Regions from separate parts of the Mus musculus genome. Here all the other regions are linked to region 6. The links are chromatin contacts, called in public ChIA-PET and promoter capture Hi-C maps. All regions are on one chromosome and are shown on one strand. The core of a region is the stretch at or near the end of the contact, and the rest is flanking DNA. Distances in the headings are between cores, read along the strand shown. Region 1 overlaps Arid5b (AT rich interactive domain 5B (MRF1-like)). Region 2 has its middle 50 kb from the start of Gm32931. Region 3 has its middle 19 kb from the start of Gm32931. Region 4 has its middle 46 kb from the start of Gm33035. Region 5 has its middle 87 kb from the start of Gm32931. Region 6 holds the start of Cabcoco1 (ciliary associated calcium binding coiled-coil 1).

Region 1 (2,700 bases), core at 146-2,645, 390 kb before region 6:
TTTGGTTACATTGTAGCAGAGAGAGATGAATACTCCCCTTTTATACAGTTTAGGACCCCAGCCCATGGAATGGAATGATGTGCCTGCATTTAGGGTTGGTCTTCTCGCCTCATCTAACGGAATTCAGAAACACCTTCACAGTCATCATGGTCATCTTGTAATGTTTGTCCCTTAGGTAGTTCTAGACCCCTTGGAGATGACAGTTTTAATTGTACACACACACCCATCCATTAGGGATTACATAGGCAGATTGCTTGAAGGAAGAAAACATAGTCTAACTGACATCCAGAGAACCTTCTGGTAATGTCTATCTTCCCATCTGCAAGTGTCCAAGATATACAGGCCATTTGCGTGTGTCTCCTCTACAGGTGCCAGACCAGATGGCCCCTTGCTCAGCTGCTGGGGGCTACGATTTGAAACTGGTATCAGAAACTCATTTGTTTCTGCTGCAGCTTGAGTCATGTTCTCTCTTCATTCAATTTTAGACCCTTTGCCTTCTAAATAGACTGCTTGATGGTTGCTAGGCAACTATTGTTGAATACACGCGAGAGGCATTAATTGTGCGAACATTAAAACAAAACCAAACAGGGAGAAATTGTTTAAAACCGAGGACCCTACCACACTTAAAATAGGACATTTACTTCTTAGATCCCCGTCCAGAATAGGGTGGCTGCAGGCTGTCACAGGATAATAGAAGTCACAAAGAAAAAAAAAAAAAAAGGACCATTCTCCACCTCTGTGTCTTTCTCCTCAGCTCCTTTGCTCATACACACCATATACACGTAAGTAGCCTCGTTACAAAACAAAGCCTCATACAGAGAGGCAGGGGGACTCCTCTTATTGAGTCCACTCTGTTTTTCCTGCATCGTGGCGCCTCTCTTCCCACACTTCGTCCACACATGTGTGTTTCATCGTGGTACATCCTCCGGGCAGGACAACTTGTGGCTCATCAATTGTTACACTGAGCTTCAGAACCCACTGGACTTATCACAGAGCGATCATCTCTCCCTCCGACCCGAATGGAAACAAAAAGAACTTTTCTATTTTCCACATCAAAGACTCAGCTTTTCCGCTGATGCCAAATGTTCTCTGCTTCTTACCAGTAAATGTACATTTTATTTTACAGCAAGCCCCTCCCCCCCATACACTTACTGTTTTCTTTTTCTTTTTTCTTTTTTCTCTTTCTCCTTTCTTTCTTTCTTTTCTTTTCTTTTTTTTTTTTTTTTACATTCTGATGTCATGACTGGCCACAAAACCTTCTATAAATCAAAGCCAAGTATTTAAAACTGAGCAAAGCCAGGGGTCTGTGACAAGCAGATCTCAGTCATCTGCTAATATTAAGTGGTGAAGCCATGGAGGATGGGTTGGCTTGACTCATCAATCTCGTATCCTTTTTACTATCGGGCTCACGTGGGTGATCATTTCCTCATGTACAAGAGATTCGGGGCTCTGATCGGTGTCAGCCACATAATCACTAGCCAATCTTCTGGTTGCTTTTCTGACTCCTAGGTCTCAGGCCTTACACGCCATTTACACTGTTCACGACTACTCTCTTGTCTTGGTTTTGTCTTTCCCTGAGAAATTACTTTGGAGAAAAACACTGAGGATAATTAAGCCTGACACACAACAGGAGGTTATAAGTTATTGGGGAAGAGCATGCATAAAGAAGTATAATCTCCAATTTCACTATTGCTTGTGACAGCCACAGAGAGTGAGAGAGGCCATGGGTTCCCTGGAATAGAGAACAGTCTGTGTGTAAGGATTGGGGAGGGCTGAGGGGAAGAAGGAATTAAACTGAAGGTGAGAGCATCCGAGCTCTGGAATATTCTGGAAAGATAGACCCTCGCCCTCTCTGTCCATGCCAAACATGGGAGGCGTTGTAATCCTCTGTAGGTGTCGGATGTTAGGCACTTCGCCATCTAAGTCCTCTTGTAGTATACTCGGTAGCTGGGTATTGCCAATTGCTATGGTTAATAATGCTAAAGAGGAGGAACCCGAGACACAGACACTAGGAGCAAGAGGCAACGGTCAGTGAACCCACCTCAGACCCACAAGCAGTCGTCAGTTACTGCCTTGGCTCTGCCATCTTCCTCTTTATTCTTTTCTGGCTTTGAGACAAGGTTTTGCTAGGTCCCTAGCCAGCCTGGAACGTGCCTCAAACTTGAAGTGATCCTCCTGCCTCTACCTCACAAAAGCTGGGATTAAAGGTATGTATGCGTCTTCTTCAGCTCTCGCTCTGTGCTTCTTCACTCTACACAGCAGCCTGGCTTGATATGCAAGCAAGCGGGGCCTTATTTAAAGCAGACCGCAAGGGCAACTGGCGTATACTTCCTATACAGTTCCTCTGTGAATTTAAGATAGATTAAGCTCAGTTTATTCACTGCTAGCTTGGATCAGTGAGCTACACGCAAAGGATATCAAGCATCCCAATATATCTCTAGTGAGATTGTGAGAGTTGTATAAAGGGACCAGTAAGGGTTCTTGGAGTGTCACAGAGACACTGACCTCATGGAGTCATAGGGGAAGAGATCTAGGAAGAGCGATGCTCCAATTAAAGTCTGCAGGAAGAAAGAAGTCACCACCAGTCTGGTGGGTCAGATGAGTGAGTTTCTTTTTTAGGAAGCATGCATGTACAGGTTCTAGCCTGATGGAGGACAACATACATTAAGATCTAAACAGAGGTCCCAACTTTCCAGGCTC
Region 2 (2,772 bases), core at 14-2,513, 330 kb after region 6:
CCACTTCTGTGTTTGCTAGGCCCTGGCATAGTCTCACAAGAGACAGCTATATCTGGGTCCTTTCAGCAAAATTTTGCTAGTGTATGCAATGGTGTCAGCGTTTGGAAGCTGATCATGGGATGGATCTCTGGATATGGCAATCACTAGATGGTAAAGGTCTTTCTAGCCATTCCTGATGTTTGAATCAAGTACTGGAGTTTGCTTTGGAGGCGTTGAATGTTGAGTGAGAAGGCCGTCCTTCAAACCTGATCTTCTAGAGAGGGTGGGTTGGATGAGACACGGTTGACAAACTCTCCATCAACTCAAGAGGCAGAAGGAGAGCAGAGGGGCTTCAAGAGAAAATGCACAGGACTTGGATGTCCACCCACAACCTGAGGCGGCCATCAGTCCTAGCCACAAGTTTGTCAGCTCAGTCGTCAGGGACTCTTGACGGACACAGGGAATCACTTGAGTCACATGTGTTTGGTGGCTCCCTGGTGAATATTATTGATGAACCAATGAATCTATGGATGGATGGAATAAGTGTTACTGGTCATTAAAAAAAAATGTGGTTCCCCTGTCTGGGCTTCTGGGGCTTGAAGAGTCAAGTCGCTAGTATTGAAGTGGGAGCTTTGTCTGTTGCATGGTATGATGGGGAATGGAGAAGACAGAGCAAGAACTTTGCTTCAGATGAGTTAATTACCTGGTATTGGCTCTTTAATATTTGACCTGAGAGGTGACAAAGACGAAATGTGAGACTTGCTATTGATAGTGTCCACATTATTGTAATGCCACCTAATCTTCATATATATGTGCATACACACACATACACACACACATCTATATGTGTGTGTATACATAAAAATATGTGTGTGTGTATATATATATATATACATATATATATATATATATATATGTATATATACTTACATATATAAAGCTTTGATTTTTATTTACATTTGTCTGTGTGTGTGCACATTTGAGTACCCCCATGTGCACCATGAAGAAGTTAGGGTATCAGAGCCCCAAGAAGAGTTGGGGTAAAAGGCAGTTGTAAGCCACCCTATATTGGTCCTGGGAAGCCCACCCCAGTCCTCTGCAAGAGCAGTATACAGTCTTAACTGCTGAGCCGTTTCTCTGGTCCTGTATTTGAATATTTTTGCCCCTACTCGCTGGTTGCAACATTCTCAGTGCGTTCAATATTATCAGCCAGCTTATGAAAGCTTCAGCTCATTAGGAAACTGAAAGAATACAGTGTTGCCAAGTTTCTAATCAATCAGTCCACGAACATCCATCATGAGCTGTGTGCTGAATGCTGAGTAAGGCAGTTAGCCTAAGATAGAATAACATGGCTCTGCACTGGGCAGTGTTATAGTTAATTGAGGAAATTATACAAACTTAAGAGAAGCTTATTAAATATCACATATGTACTTAAGTGCTGTGAATTGAATTGGTATATACTGAAGGGAGCCAGAGTGACCAAGGTCATCTTACCAGCCAGTCAGAGAGCGTCTAAAGGAAACTGCATTTGCTCTGACATCCTAAATGTGTTGCGTGCACACCTACTGTGTGCAAGTCCTTGTGCTTAGCATTGGAAATCCTGTCTTATTTGATATAACAACTCTTTAACACCGTGTTGGATAACTTTCCTAATATTTTGGCCCTTTAAAATAGTTCCTCATGTTGTGGTGACCCACAGCCATAAAATTATTTTTGTCACTGCGTCATAGCTATAATTTTGCTGCTGTTATGAATGGTAATATAAATATCTGATATTCAGGATATCCAATACTCGACCCTTGTGAAAGGATTGGTCACCTCAAAAAAGTCACAACCCACAGGTTGAGAACCATCTCTTTTACAAAACATAACTTTGCCCCACTTTAATGGTGCGAAAAGACATGAATTAGAAACATTAACCAGAACACCAGCTGTCAACACAGCCAACAGCAGACATTATTCTTCTCATCACTGTGACAGAGAGGAAAACTGTATTTTGCTCAGAGTTCCTTGGTGGCGAATGTGTGCCCACATATACGAAGGCAGGAGGGGTCCTGTCCATAGCTGGGGGTCTTTATACCTCCAGAGGACAAGATGCAAAGAGATCATACTGGAAGTCAGCAAGATCCCTAAGACGTGTCCCACAAGTGACCTATGACCTCTGGTTATGCCCCCACCTCCTTGATTTTCCATGGCTCCCCTAAATGCTGCTACCACTGGGGGTCAACTGCTCAACGGTGAACCTGTAGAGGACAACGGCACACGAACGGCGCTTGAGTCAACTTTACACCAAAGCGCATGTGCAAGTCCTTATGTAGCCTGCATCTCCATGAAGAAGGAACTACGACTCACCTGTGCATAAATGCCCTGGGGCCGTGCAGCAAGCTGCAAAGGCAGCTCCTACAGGAGGACCTAATTGAGGACTGCCTGAGAGATCAAGGATTGCTGACATAGACAATGTCAGCCAATCAGGAACGGCTGTTTAGAAGCTCTGCTTTCTTGTGACCAATGAAGCGCAGGTGGTGAATATTAAAGGAACTTGCAATGCAATTTTCTCACCTGCTCCTGGAGCCTAGGTTAATTCCATACTGCCACACCTCCAACCCCACCAAGGGTAAGTAGGGTCAGACAGGGAGTGGTCCAGGGCACAGGCAGCGTCTCCAGAGACTGCATGAAAGTGGAGGCGGACTAATGGCCTGTAGGTCTGATTTCAGTATTTTTCTTTTTTGCTTATGTCAACTAAATCTAGACTTACAAGATATAAAGACGATATTCCTTTTATTTGCTTTAGCT
Region 3 (2,700 bases), core at 146-2,645, 300 kb after region 6:
CCTTCCAACCCAGAGAAAAGTACACCTTTTAACTTAAAATGGGGATTTTGTGGTTCTGAGATATGGATGAATAGATGTTTCTCAGTCACTGCCAGTGGGATTTGTTTGTTTGTTTTGTTTTGGGAACAATAATAACAGTAGTTTTTCTGGTTCCTCTACTTTAGTAATCTTATTTTCCACAGAAATTAAAAAGAAATCAGATTACGGCTTGCAGGTAGCACAGTGACTCACTATGGAGGGAGAAAAAAATACACTATTGAATTCCCACATTAGTCTCTCAACATGATCTAATTCTCCACAGACGCCAAGACCTAGTTAAATAAGCTTTACTTTCTTTCTTTCTTTTTTTTATTTTATAAGAATTGATGGAGCAATGCCTCAAGATGATCATTGAACTTTAAGTTATTTTAATTGCATGGCTGTCGATATTTTTGTAGGGATTCATTAGACATTGCTCTTGACACAATATAAAGATTGATTTTTTTTTTCTCCCTCTCAACCCATGATCACTCGGTGTAGAGGGTGGAATTCTTAGAACCTTTGTCTGCTGCTTCATTGGAGGATAGCTCGCCTCGTGGTGAACGCTAACGCTGAATGGTTTAGTCCTGGGTTCGTTTTTTTCCTAGTTCATTTTGTTGCAACCTGTTACACGTTGTGCCCTGCCCACCCCATCCCCCGCCTCGTCAATACATTCTAAATTCTAATTCTATATTCTAATGATCTCTCGCTGGCCTGTAGTGTCCTGGAAAAGCATTACTGAAAATAACATGAAAATGCAGGAGAAGCTTCATCTCATGTAAAATAAATTCACCCTAGAAGACAACAAAAAGATGATGTGCAATATTCACTTGAAAAAAATAATTCCATTTCCCTGGTACTTTTGCCCGAGGGCGGGGGGGGGGAGGGGCAATGGGCTATGTGGTCTTTTATAATCTCACTGCCCTATATGTTATTTGCAAATCTCTTGTAAAAAAGAGGGGGAGAGGGGGGCCCTGAGAAACAGTAATTGAGATGATGCTAAAAACCGAAATTTGGGGTTGCCTCCTGCCTTTGTTTCATTTGAGACATAGCTGAGGTTTTCTGAAGAAAAAAAAAAGGAACTATTGGGAAATAGGAGAAATGAATTATTGCCAGAAACACAAATACAATGACGGCTGAATGTATACATTAAATTATCCTCCTAGGGGTGTTTTGTGAAAAGCCGGTCTGATAATGCACTTCAATGCATTTACATCTTGGAATTTTAAAAGGCCCGTCTATCACTGGGCTTTCTGAATGGGTTCTCAATTGCACAAATGGTCTCCGTCGCATGAAAAGCAATCCTGTGTTGTGTAAGGCAGCACACTTCTTGAGCTGCCCACATGGGACTATCAGGGCCTACTGGCTATCAACAGTTGCCTTTGTAATGAAAAATATTGTTTTGTATCAAAGAACTGTTTGAGCCTAAAGGAAAAGCTTTGCAGTCCGCCAATCATCTGCCATATCCCGAGGATTATATTGTTGGGAGATTTATACAATTTACATGCAGAAGATGACAATGACTCTGGTGGGTTACGGAACCCCACGGGTGTTTTCTCTCCGCTCGGGTTGCATTTCCTGCCACCGCTGACATCAGAATCTTTCTGCAGTGGGAGGAACTGGTGCCCTCCTATTTTTAGAAAACTGAAGTCTGTCCAGCAATTGTTACTATCAGTGTTGACTTGAAATAAGCCTTCCTTCCTTCCTGACTTAAGGAGGAAAAAAAAAAACTTTCTCAGTTCAGCGGGACATTAAGAAAAACAGTTATTACAAATGTCTGCCCAGATTATAGGTTTGGAGAAACAGCAAATGGAATAATGTCCTACATCCTCAGAGTAAGTCACTACTAAGTTGCCAGGAATAGAAACACAACTGGGATATCTGTAAGGCAGTACTGTAGATATTGGTTATTTTAACCTATGGTGTTAGGATCAGCTTCTGCATCCATTTTTAAATCATGAAATTAAGCTGGACTGTAAATCAAAAATGTATTCCTTGTTTCAAAAACAACAAACAAACAAACAAAACCCCCAGAGTCTATAATTTTTTTATAATGTACTTATGCCATAGCAGAAACTAGTCAGGAGGCACAAACATACCAGTTTCATTTGACAATATATTCTAGCTAGAATGTGAGAGTAAGTTATTGTGAAGCCTGGTATGAGCAGAGGTATTATTTGATAAATAGATAATAGGATATTTAATGAAGGGTTGAGTGTTACCAGGCACTGCTGGGATCTCTGAGGCACATTTCAAAAGGAACCCTTATCTTTGCGTTGCTTGAGATTAATTCTGATTATTAACAGAAAGAGACATTTCATGTTAATCCAAAACATACAGACTTGATATTTTAAGAACTGAAGAGAAAAAGGACATAAATGGAAAGGGCTTAGGATGGGGCAGAGAATATTACTATTCTCATTTATAAAATAAAACACATGGACACTGTGAGTGCTCGCTGTTAGGAATACGTTTGTGTTGTAGGCATGGACTTAGCTATATGTAATGTATATTTATGATCACAAATATATGTGAGTATATTTTAAGCATACAGGGAAGCTATACAACACATAGCATAAAGTGTAAATAAACACTTTATTATAATTTATTATTAATTGTATTCTCATGTTTTCAAAAGCGCACAGTGTGACCACAAAACGACGCCTAAACTCTTCACTTTCT
Region 4 (2,700 bases), core at 87-2,586, 450 kb after region 6:
GGCTCTTCTGACCTTGCACCTTTATAGCAGACATGAGTCCATGTTGTGTGGCTGGAGCAGAGCTGAAGAGCCCAGGTGAAGCCATCCCTGGCTCTGCTCACCTTCTAGACTGCTGGGACCAAAATATTTATTGATCCCTATATGTCAGACACTGTGATCATCCTAGGGTAAAACGATGAAAAGATACCCATGGTATGTGGCCTCCTGTTTTGACAGTCTAGAATTTTAATTCAAATATAGATATCCAAGACCCAGTGCTTAAGGTTAGGATGTTGGGGGACTATGGGAGAGACTTTGAAAGCAAATGTATTTGAAGATGGGTCTAATTGAAAGCTGGTTTAGCGCCTTCCACTTTTAAAAAAAAAGCCTTTTACAATACACATATGCCTGTATACACTCATATGCACTCACTGCACACACACACATACACAGACACACACATACACACATATGCACACCTATACACACACAGATACACAGACACACACATACACACATGCACACACATATATGCATATATGCACACAAACATACACACACACAAGCACACAAATATGCACACCTACACACACATGCACATCTACACACACACAGAGACACACATGTCCACATGCTGACATTGACAATGGAACCATAAACAGCTAAAGAACAGAAACATTTCTACTTTGATGAACAGAAATACCTACCTACTTCCAGAAAGTTCTTAGAACTTCATGGTCCCTGACATTGTCACCACTGAATTAACTCCCTCAAATCTGGAGTTTTCTGCAGGCTCGCTGGCCAATATGTCATAATATAACCCATTTACACCTTGTCACACAACTGATTTGTTATGTAGAAACATGGGAAACTCCTCTGGAATTTTCAGAGGGATGAATTAGCATTTTTAATGACAGATCTAAATATTCTGTTTCAGATCTTGGGAGCTGAGGATGTTTCTGGATAGACACTGATAATAAGCTGTATATTATTTAGAAATATGCTAGCCAGACTGGAGAGATGACTCACTGATTAAACACACTGGCTGCTCATATTCAGAGGAACCGGGTTCAAGTCCCGCACTCACATTCCAGCTCATAACCATCTGTGACTGTAGTCAAAGGGATTCTGAAGCCTTCTTCTGGCCTCCAAGCACACCAGGCGTGCATGTGCTATACAAAGTCACAGGCAGATAAAACACCCATAAGCACAAAATGCAAATAGAAATCATTTGTAAAACGGAGTGTGCTAGTTTGGATGGAGTCAGGTCCAGTTCAAGGAATCAAGTGAAGGGCACTCTCTCTGACCACTCTGGAACAGAGTTGCTTGCTCAACCCAAGAGCCCTTTGTCGTTAAGTCCAGACTCAGCTTCCAGATCCCTCTTCACCCAGCAACCCAGGAAGATAATACCACCTTTGACCTGGGGAAGAGCAGGGCGCCATCACCTTGCACAGTTGCCTTCTCCTGCCCTCGAGCAGATGTTCAGGGAGAAAATCTTCCTATTTGCAAACAGCCCCTGAAGACAATGGCTTAGAGATGGAGCCGTTTCCCATCTGCAGGGCTCGGGCAGAGGGGTTTCTTTTTAGAAATTTCTTCTTAGGGTTATGATCATTTTCCTTACCTCTTCTGTGTCCGTTTTGAAGGAAAGCACCTCATTTATCTTTGGGAGACAGTGATGCAGACACTGTAACTGAGTAGATTGCCCCCAGAGGATCAAAATATTTGTGTTAAATGAAATGAGAAACATGCTAAGAGCCAGCACGGATCCTCCGGGAAAGGGTATTTGGTAATTTTGAAAAAAAAAAAATCTACTGAAATTCTTCTCTTGCCAAGAAAAGAGGAATGATTTCTATTAAAATGACTTCATGTCTGAATTACTCTCTGCCCCTCGGGAGCACAGAACATTACGGCTTTCATACTTGGTAATTTAGAAGTACGGAGGACACCTTATTTGGAAAGCGTGCAGACTTAACATGAAATGTTGGGTATTAAGTATTTTCACCGCAAACGTCTGCTTTTGAAAACTCTGCATGTAAACTGTTCAGATTAGAGCCAGATTCAGAACTGGTTGCCCTTCCCAGCCCTTTTGGCTTCCCAGCTTGGTACCACCATTCCCAGAAGCTATGGGAGACATCTTTGAATTGATGTTCAAGAGTTCTACCCTTCACCAGTGTTACCATGGATGTCCTCATGTTAATGAGGCCTTTGGGTGCTTTAGGCACATTTTATTACGACCTGTGTCCATGCTTCCACATATATTAATATAGGGGCTACAGAGGTCTAGTATGTGCATTAGAAAGACAAGGCATTTTAAAAATAGGTTCAAAGTAAAGTAGTAACTCTTATGAGATTTTACAGATCTCAGTGACATGGGGTTGCAAACTAAGGCCAAACATGGATTCAGAATTTTAAAAAAATGCCCGATTCCCCTCCCCTCTGCCCCCCCCCAAATATTTTTCACTGTGATCCCAAGTGATAGATCCTGAATCTTAAAAGCCATCCTTAGAACACATTAAATATCAACAGAAGGAGCTGGAGAGATGGCTCGGCGGTTAAGAGAGCATGCTGCTGAGTTCAGTTTCCAGCACCTGCCAAGCAGCTGATGCCCTTGTGTGGCCTCCGTGAGCATCAGGCACACACATGGTGCACAGACATGTATATGGGCAGAACACCCACACTCCTAAAACAAAATAGCATTGCTCTTCATGTTTCCTCTACAGC
Region 5 (2,700 bases), core at 176-2,675, 370 kb after region 6:
TTAATTATGCAGATTTTTGTCATTGTTCCTGTAACAATACAGTTTAACAATTATTTAAACAGTAGCCTCATGACTTTGTATGTTACTCGTTGTCTAGAGACGATTTAAAATGCGGCAAAGGGGTCTGGAGAGATGGTTCAGTGGCTAAGAGATGTTGAGGAGCCAAGTTTCATTCCTGGAACCCATATCAGAAAGATCACGACTCCAGGTCCAGGGAATCCGTCACCCTGTTTTGGACTTTACACATACATGCACACATGTGATATCTATGAACACACACACATGCACGCGCGCGCGCGCACACACACACACACACACACACACACACACACACACACATCCTTGCAGTATAAGGAATAATGTGTACAGGTTATACACAAACCCTTACCACTGCCTATACAAGACTGTAGCATCCTCTAATACAGCTATGCATGTGCCCTGAAATCAGTCTGCATGGGTACCGAGAGATGACTGTATACATCCCATTCGCACAGATTCAGCATCTCTGTTCACCCAAATGCTTGAAAGCAAGAAAAGGGAGCTGTAAAACTGCATCAATGCGCCCCCTAGTGGTTGCATTCGGTTAATTACCTGTCTCGTGTAGCTCTACAAAAAAAAAAAAAAAAAAAATATATATATATATATATATATATATATATATATATATATATATATATATATATTTAATCTAGGAGTGTCCTGGGTCCACTGTTCACCAACACATCTGAGGCAAAGGGAATTTGATGGGGTTGACAAGTTGGCAGATGTTTAGGGTTCTCCTGCTACCCATGGTGAGAATGCATTACTTACTTGCATTATCTGACCCCATGTCCAACTCCAGTACTGCTTAGAGGCAGGGATGACCGAAGCTGCAAAGACGTGTTAATATGTTGAACCAAAAACTAGCGTTTTTCTTCATTTTTTTTCTGGCACGTTTGCATATTGTTACCTGGAGTAATTTGCAGCTCCTGAGAGAGGATGCTTTTACTGGCCACATCTGACAAATTGTATTTATTCATTTGATTTTATTCTGCAATTAATAAAACTGACATTTGAAGTTGACTGTACTTGGTAATGTCTGCCTTTACAAGCATTCAGGCATCGTTCATGATTCTGCTTCCAGGAACCCATCTATATATATGTAGCAAATTTTGTAGCTCCGAGTAGCCTGCTGTTCTCTGTCAATCACCGTATGTATCTTTTAATTAAGTAGAAAAGAGCTCTTAAAAGCACACATAAGCCCAGGAAACTCTATTTCTGGCTGACAGCAACATCTCCTCATTTGCTAGCGAGAGCACAGATTGACAGAATAGACTAGATCAAGAAAATTGATCGTTATTCATACGCTGGATGGAGTCAATATATGTAAATCCATCCCCCAGTGCAGGCAGGCAGGGCGAAGCTCGTCATGCAGAAACCTTCCACTTCCAGGCTGACTACTCATCCACATACCAGCCCGCTCTCTTAATGCAGCGAGATTCTAGTTCTTTTCCTCCTCAGAAAAGCTCTTTTGTATTCATAACAACTGCAGTTTGAATGTGGTTTGGAGAAGAGAAACTATTTACACGCTGCCATCTCTCGAGTCAATACAATTTGCAGTAAATACAGTTTAGGTTAGAGCCATGATATGGATGCTCTGGGAATTTCTTTGTGATTTTTTTTTTTTACCACGGATTTTTTTTTTTGAACTGTTTTAAATGTTCTCTGCTTTCAAGTCTGTGTCTTTAAAGTGAATGGTTTCACAGAGCTGTTGTGAGGATCAAGTAAAATAATAGATTTGAAAGAGGCTTTGAAAAAATTAAAAGCATTATGCAAATGGATTTTTTTTTTGTCTCAAGGTCCTTTTACTTAAGGGCAAAGCTTCCTAGATATTTGAAAGCCTATTTCAATCTTGATTTAAAATAGTTAAAGATTCACAGTGCCTGAGACAGACAACTTAGCTGTATGAAATACAAATTATGTATTTAGATATCCCTTAATGTCTTCTCAGAGAGGAACAGCTGTGAGCTTCACAGTATCAAACAAGAGTCATGTTTCTACTCTCAGGAGAAAGATTCAACACATGTGAATCTGTGTCTTTCAAGGGCTCTCTGAACATTGCCACCTTTGCTTTTCAGATGAGGGAACATGTGTGAGACTGAAGCCAGTAATATCTGGGGGGTCGAAAATTGTAGGAAGAGTAGATCAGGATGGATATCTTTATGTATATGTATATCTGTGTCTGTATATATACATGTGTATATATATGTATGTGTGTGTAGGGTAATGTATATACATATAGAGTGATATATATACATGTATACACATATATTTATACACATACATGTATATGTACATGTAATGTGTATGTATATATGTAAGTGTATGGAAAATATGAAGTTGCTTTCCAGATATTATGTATGTATGTATGTATGTGTGTGTGTGTGTGTGTGTGTGTGTGTGTGTGTATACCACTATCCAGGTGAGCTGACATTCATGATGCCAGGGAAACCCTTTTGCAAATTCTGGATGCAGGAAGAAAACCAATTGTAGATACTCAACAGCTCCTCAGAAGTGCCCAGCATAAGTTGCTAGTTCATTTACACCCAAGCAAGTCATATTACACACACGCACATGCACACACACACACAGTGTATTGCTCATCCTAGAGGGAGCAAATGTGTCACTCACCTACAGAAAGTGGCCAGAGATGGCTGCAGG
Region 6 (2,730 bases), core at 115-2,614:
AGTTTTCTATGCTGGTTTAAAAATTATGTTAACTTACATTAGCGATCACAAGGGAGGAATGAGCTTAGGATCCAGTTTATCATGTTAAAATGTGCATTTAATGTATGCTAATTTTATTTAGAAAGGCTCATGGGAGACCCTGCAGGCTTAGCGGTCTGCCTGCAGTACTGGGGGACTTGGAGGGGGTGGAGTGGGACTGGCTTGCTTGCTCCCTTGTTGAAGAGGAAGGCATGAAATTACTGGCTTTGTGCTTCCTGACTGCTGAGTCTGCAGCGAAATACTTATCTTCTTCACAAAGACTGTTGTTGTTTGGACTAATATGGAAGCTGAACAAAGCTGTGTTAATTAACACTTCATTATTCACTCCTCAGAGTCTTTAAAAAAAAAAAGGAAGGGAAAAAATAACCTCATGGAAACTGTACTTGATAGACTCAGTGAGGAGATTTAAACAGTAAAAAAAAAAAAAAGATGGCTTAGCTGATGCACTTGCGGTTAAATTCTTAGCAAGGAGTGCAGCACCTTCTGCCAAAACTGAACACCTGACCTTCATCACTAGGACGCATATGGACAACCATCAAGTGGTCCTCTGACTTCCACACTGAGCACTGGGACTGGGACTTTCATCCACCCACCCACAAATAAGTGAAAATGCAATAGTAATAACCCTTTAAGCATTAAGTCTAGGGTCACGATGAGTTAATGCTCCACACACATTGATAGCTGGTGCTAGGAGGGGGTGGTAGATGACCTTGTGTTACCCAAGAGGTCCCTGGAGTACCAGGGACAAATTCACTATGAGCCATGAGGCCAGGGGCAGAGAACAGACTCTCAGCTCAGGGTGTTTGGTCTTGTCTCCTGGGACAGGGACAGGTGACAACAGAAACTAACCATGACTCACTCAGAAAGCAGCAATCTTTAACACCCTTTGAACAGTTGTTGATCTTCCCAGTCAATCAATGGCACTTGCAAAAAGGGACGGGTCCCCTTTAAGATCAGAGATTACTTTTTGTTTTTCCAGTTAAAGATTTGCATATCTGTGAGGCTGCGTGAGCCTGGAACTTTCCAGAGTAAGCTCACAGGGTCTGTGTGAGCTTCAGGGGTCCTGGAGACCTCTGCCCCAAGGATCAGCTTGCAAGCCTTTACCGCTTGAGTCCCAGGCAGCTCTGACCTTGACCTTGAGTGACCTTGGTGTTAGCCAAGGACCCGGTACTGGACTTCCCGGAAAGGGACACATACCTCAGAGTCAGAAGTGCTGCCTACTGGCGACACCCCAGGGGTGGTCAACGCCCAGGAGGTCAATCCTGTGGACGACCCTGACACGTTTTCTTTAGAGGAAGCAGCCTTCATCGCCAAGGCAACCGTGGTGGGAGGCAGTGACGCCTAACCGAAGCTCAGGCCCCGCCCACTCACGGGAGCCCGTGAGGCCACCTGCTGCTCGAATTACAGTGGAAACTGAGAAATTTACTTCAGAAGCAATTCTGGAGTTGACACAGAAAGCTAACTCTAAAAGGGAGACGATAAGCGATTTGGGGGCTCTGGCTCTTAATGGTTGATCTTAAGCAATTTTTATAACGTTTAAAAGTCTGATCCGTGGCATTGTGGTCTTCAGTAGGAAAAACTGACTCTAATTTTAGAGGTGTATATTTAGCTAGTGATGGAAGGGGCAATCTGCAACTTACTTCAAAATACCGAGAGAGGCAAATGGACTTGTGAATTAAAATTGCGGAAGAGGTGGGGTTAGAACACTGTCTCCTCTAGCAACTGTTTGAAATTTCCATAATACAAAGACTCTAAACAAGGAGGTATTAGATTGGGAGTATGAAGAGCCTCCCTCCACCCACTCCACCTTGGTAGCCCAGGCTGAAGAGGATCTTGAATTGCTGACCTCCTACCTCCAGCTCCCAAGAGCTTACAATCAAGGGCACCATACCCAATTTATGCAAGCACACACTGAACCCAGTGTCACCCGAGTCCTGGGTAAACACCTTAACCACTGAGCTACAAGCCCGATCCTACATATTTGGATATTTTTTGGTTATTCAATGCTTCCTTTGGCTGCGGGATGCACCATACATTTACCTGCTTGGAGGCTGCTACCCACGCAAGACGCTTACTGTCAAATCCATACACTACGGGGTCGGTTCCTCCACGCATACAACAAAATCCCAACCCCTAACGGCTTCAAAGCTTTCCAAAGAGATCAAACCGATTATTGTATTAGAAATGTTCAGGGGATCTTGTCACCTCCTAGTGTTCACAGTGCTGGTGTCTGTGTTAAACTTTCCTGGCTGGATACATGCTGTGCAAAGCCACCAGCTTACCAAATCAGAATGCTTCTCTCCAGTTGCCTTTCAGAGAAAATTTAACATGTTCTTGTACGTAGCTTTATAACCATGTCTGTCCCTCAAGTGTTTTCGTAGTTTAAACAACCCAAATCCTGGTATAGCCCACCTCTATTCAAGAGTCATCTGTAGCTTAATTCACAGACATTCCATCTCTTCAAGCAGGTTGTAATGTCGCTTTTCCTTGGAATTTTTACTCTTCGAGGGACTGACTGAGTTCTCAGTACAAAGTATTAACTCAACAACATGGCTATGACTTTTAACCCCACTTTAAAAGGATTTTAGAATGTGTTCAATTAGTGAAAATACAGTCAATTCATAGTTATTGCCAGACTTACTATGAGCCACCAACTTCCAAACTCATTAAAGTGTTTAATATTTTTCTCTC

What was found. Promoter capture Hi-C pulls out the DNA fragments that hold promoters and counts their contacts. ChIA-PET counts read pairs in DNA pulled down with a chosen protein or histone mark.
Region 1: an RNA polymerase II ChIA-PET map of memory CD8 T cells shows a contact between it and region 6, with 11 read pairs. The contact joins the enhancer-like site here to the promoter of Cabcoco1 in region 6. A contact is called at or near these places in 4 of 39 promoter capture datasets (the 3T3-L1 cell line, hippocampal neurons, liver and 1 more), 1 of 15 datasets of contacts at CTCF or cohesin (the NIH/3T3 cell line), 6 of 484 Hi-C or Micro-C datasets (CD4 T cells, embryonic fibroblasts, embryonic stem cells and 3 more) and 3 of 115 datasets of contacts at active chromatin or transcription factors (CD8 T cells, memory CD8 T cells and pancreatic cancer cells).
Region 2: a promoter capture Hi-C map of liver shows a contact between it and region 6, with 2.1 times the contacts expected there. The contact joins the enhancer-like site here to the promoter of Cabcoco1 in region 6. A contact is called at or near these places in 5 of 39 promoter capture datasets (3T3-L1-derived adipocytes, cranial neural crest, liver and 2 more), 1 of 115 datasets of contacts at active chromatin or transcription factors (embryonic stem cells) and 1 of 9 other capture datasets (macrophages).
Region 3: a promoter capture Hi-C map of pre-B cells shows a contact between it and region 6, with 2.3 times the contacts expected there. The contact joins the enhancer-like site here to the promoter of Cabcoco1 in region 6. A contact is called at or near these places in 7 of 39 promoter capture datasets (the 3T3-L1 cell line, 3T3-L1-derived adipocytes, the C10 cell line and 3 more) and 1 of 9 other capture datasets (liver).
Region 4: a contact with region 6 is called in a promoter capture Hi-C map of the C10 cell line. The contact joins the enhancer-like site here to the promoter of Cabcoco1 in region 6. A contact is called at or near these places in 9 of 39 promoter capture datasets (the 3T3-L1 cell line, 3T3-L1-derived adipocytes, the C10 cell line and 5 more) and 2 of 115 datasets of contacts at active chromatin or transcription factors (embryonic stem cells and large pre-B cells).
Region 5: a promoter capture Hi-C map of hippocampal neurons shows a contact between it and region 6, with 2.8 times the contacts expected there. The contact joins the enhancer-like site here to the promoter of Cabcoco1 in region 6. A contact is called at or near these places in 14 of 39 promoter capture datasets (the 3T3-L1 cell line, 3T3-L1-derived adipocytes, the C10 cell line and 7 more), 3 of 484 Hi-C or Micro-C datasets (cortical neurons, muscle stem cells and uterus), 1 of 115 datasets of contacts at active chromatin or transcription factors (large pre-B cells) and 2 of 9 other capture datasets (adipose tissue and macrophages).

What each region holds. Positions count from the first base shown.
Region 1 is chr10:68,153,171-68,155,870 of GRCm38.p6, forward strand. All of the region lies in intron 4 of Arid5b (AT rich interactive domain 5B (MRF1-like)), which reads right to left. It overlaps Gm51770 (a long non-coding RNA gene), which reads left to right. Exons shown (of 3, transcript XR_003948901.1): 1 at 1-2,700. Among named protein-coding and RNA genes, the nearest start is that of Gm51770, 3.4 kb to the left of the region's middle. Within about 2 kb of position 1,396, at least 30 of the 459 cell types and tissues checked have an H3K27ac peak or open chromatin away from gene starts, as enhancers often do. A contact at or near this core is called in CD8 T cells and memory CD8 T cells, where this site is marked.
Region 2 is chr10:68,871,083-68,873,854 of GRCm38.p6, forward strand. No RefSeq gene overlaps it. Among named protein-coding and RNA genes, the nearest start is that of Gm32931, 50 kb to the left of the region's middle. Within about 2 kb of position 1,264, at least 4 of the 459 cell types and tissues checked have an H3K27ac peak or open chromatin away from gene starts, as enhancers often do. A contact at or near this core is called in liver, where this site is marked.
Region 3 is chr10:68,840,881-68,843,580 of GRCm38.p6, forward strand. No RefSeq gene overlaps it. Among named protein-coding and RNA genes, the nearest start is that of Gm32931, 19 kb to the left of the region's middle. Within about 2 kb of position 1,396, at least 22 of the 459 cell types and tissues checked have an H3K27ac peak or open chromatin away from gene starts, as enhancers often do. A contact at or near this core is called in pre-B cells, where this site is marked.
Region 4 is chr10:68,986,140-68,988,839 of GRCm38.p6, forward strand. No RefSeq gene overlaps it. Among named protein-coding and RNA genes, the nearest start is that of Gm33035, 46 kb to the right of the region's middle. Within about 2 kb of position 1,337, at least 10 of the 459 cell types and tissues checked have an H3K27ac peak or open chromatin away from gene starts, as enhancers often do.
Region 5 is chr10:68,907,931-68,910,630 of GRCm38.p6, forward strand. No RefSeq gene overlaps it. Among named protein-coding and RNA genes, the nearest start is that of Gm32931, 87 kb to the left of the region's middle. Within about 2 kb of position 1,426, at least 11 of the 459 cell types and tissues checked have an H3K27ac peak or open chromatin away from gene starts, as enhancers often do. A contact at or near this core is called in cortical neurons and hippocampal neurons, where this site is marked.
Region 6 is chr10:68,540,511-68,543,240 of GRCm38.p6, forward strand. It overlaps Cabcoco1 (ciliary associated calcium binding coiled-coil 1), which reads right to left and starts at 1,365. Exons shown (of 8, transcript NM_028491.1): 1 at 1,237-1,365. The coding sequence starts at 1,347.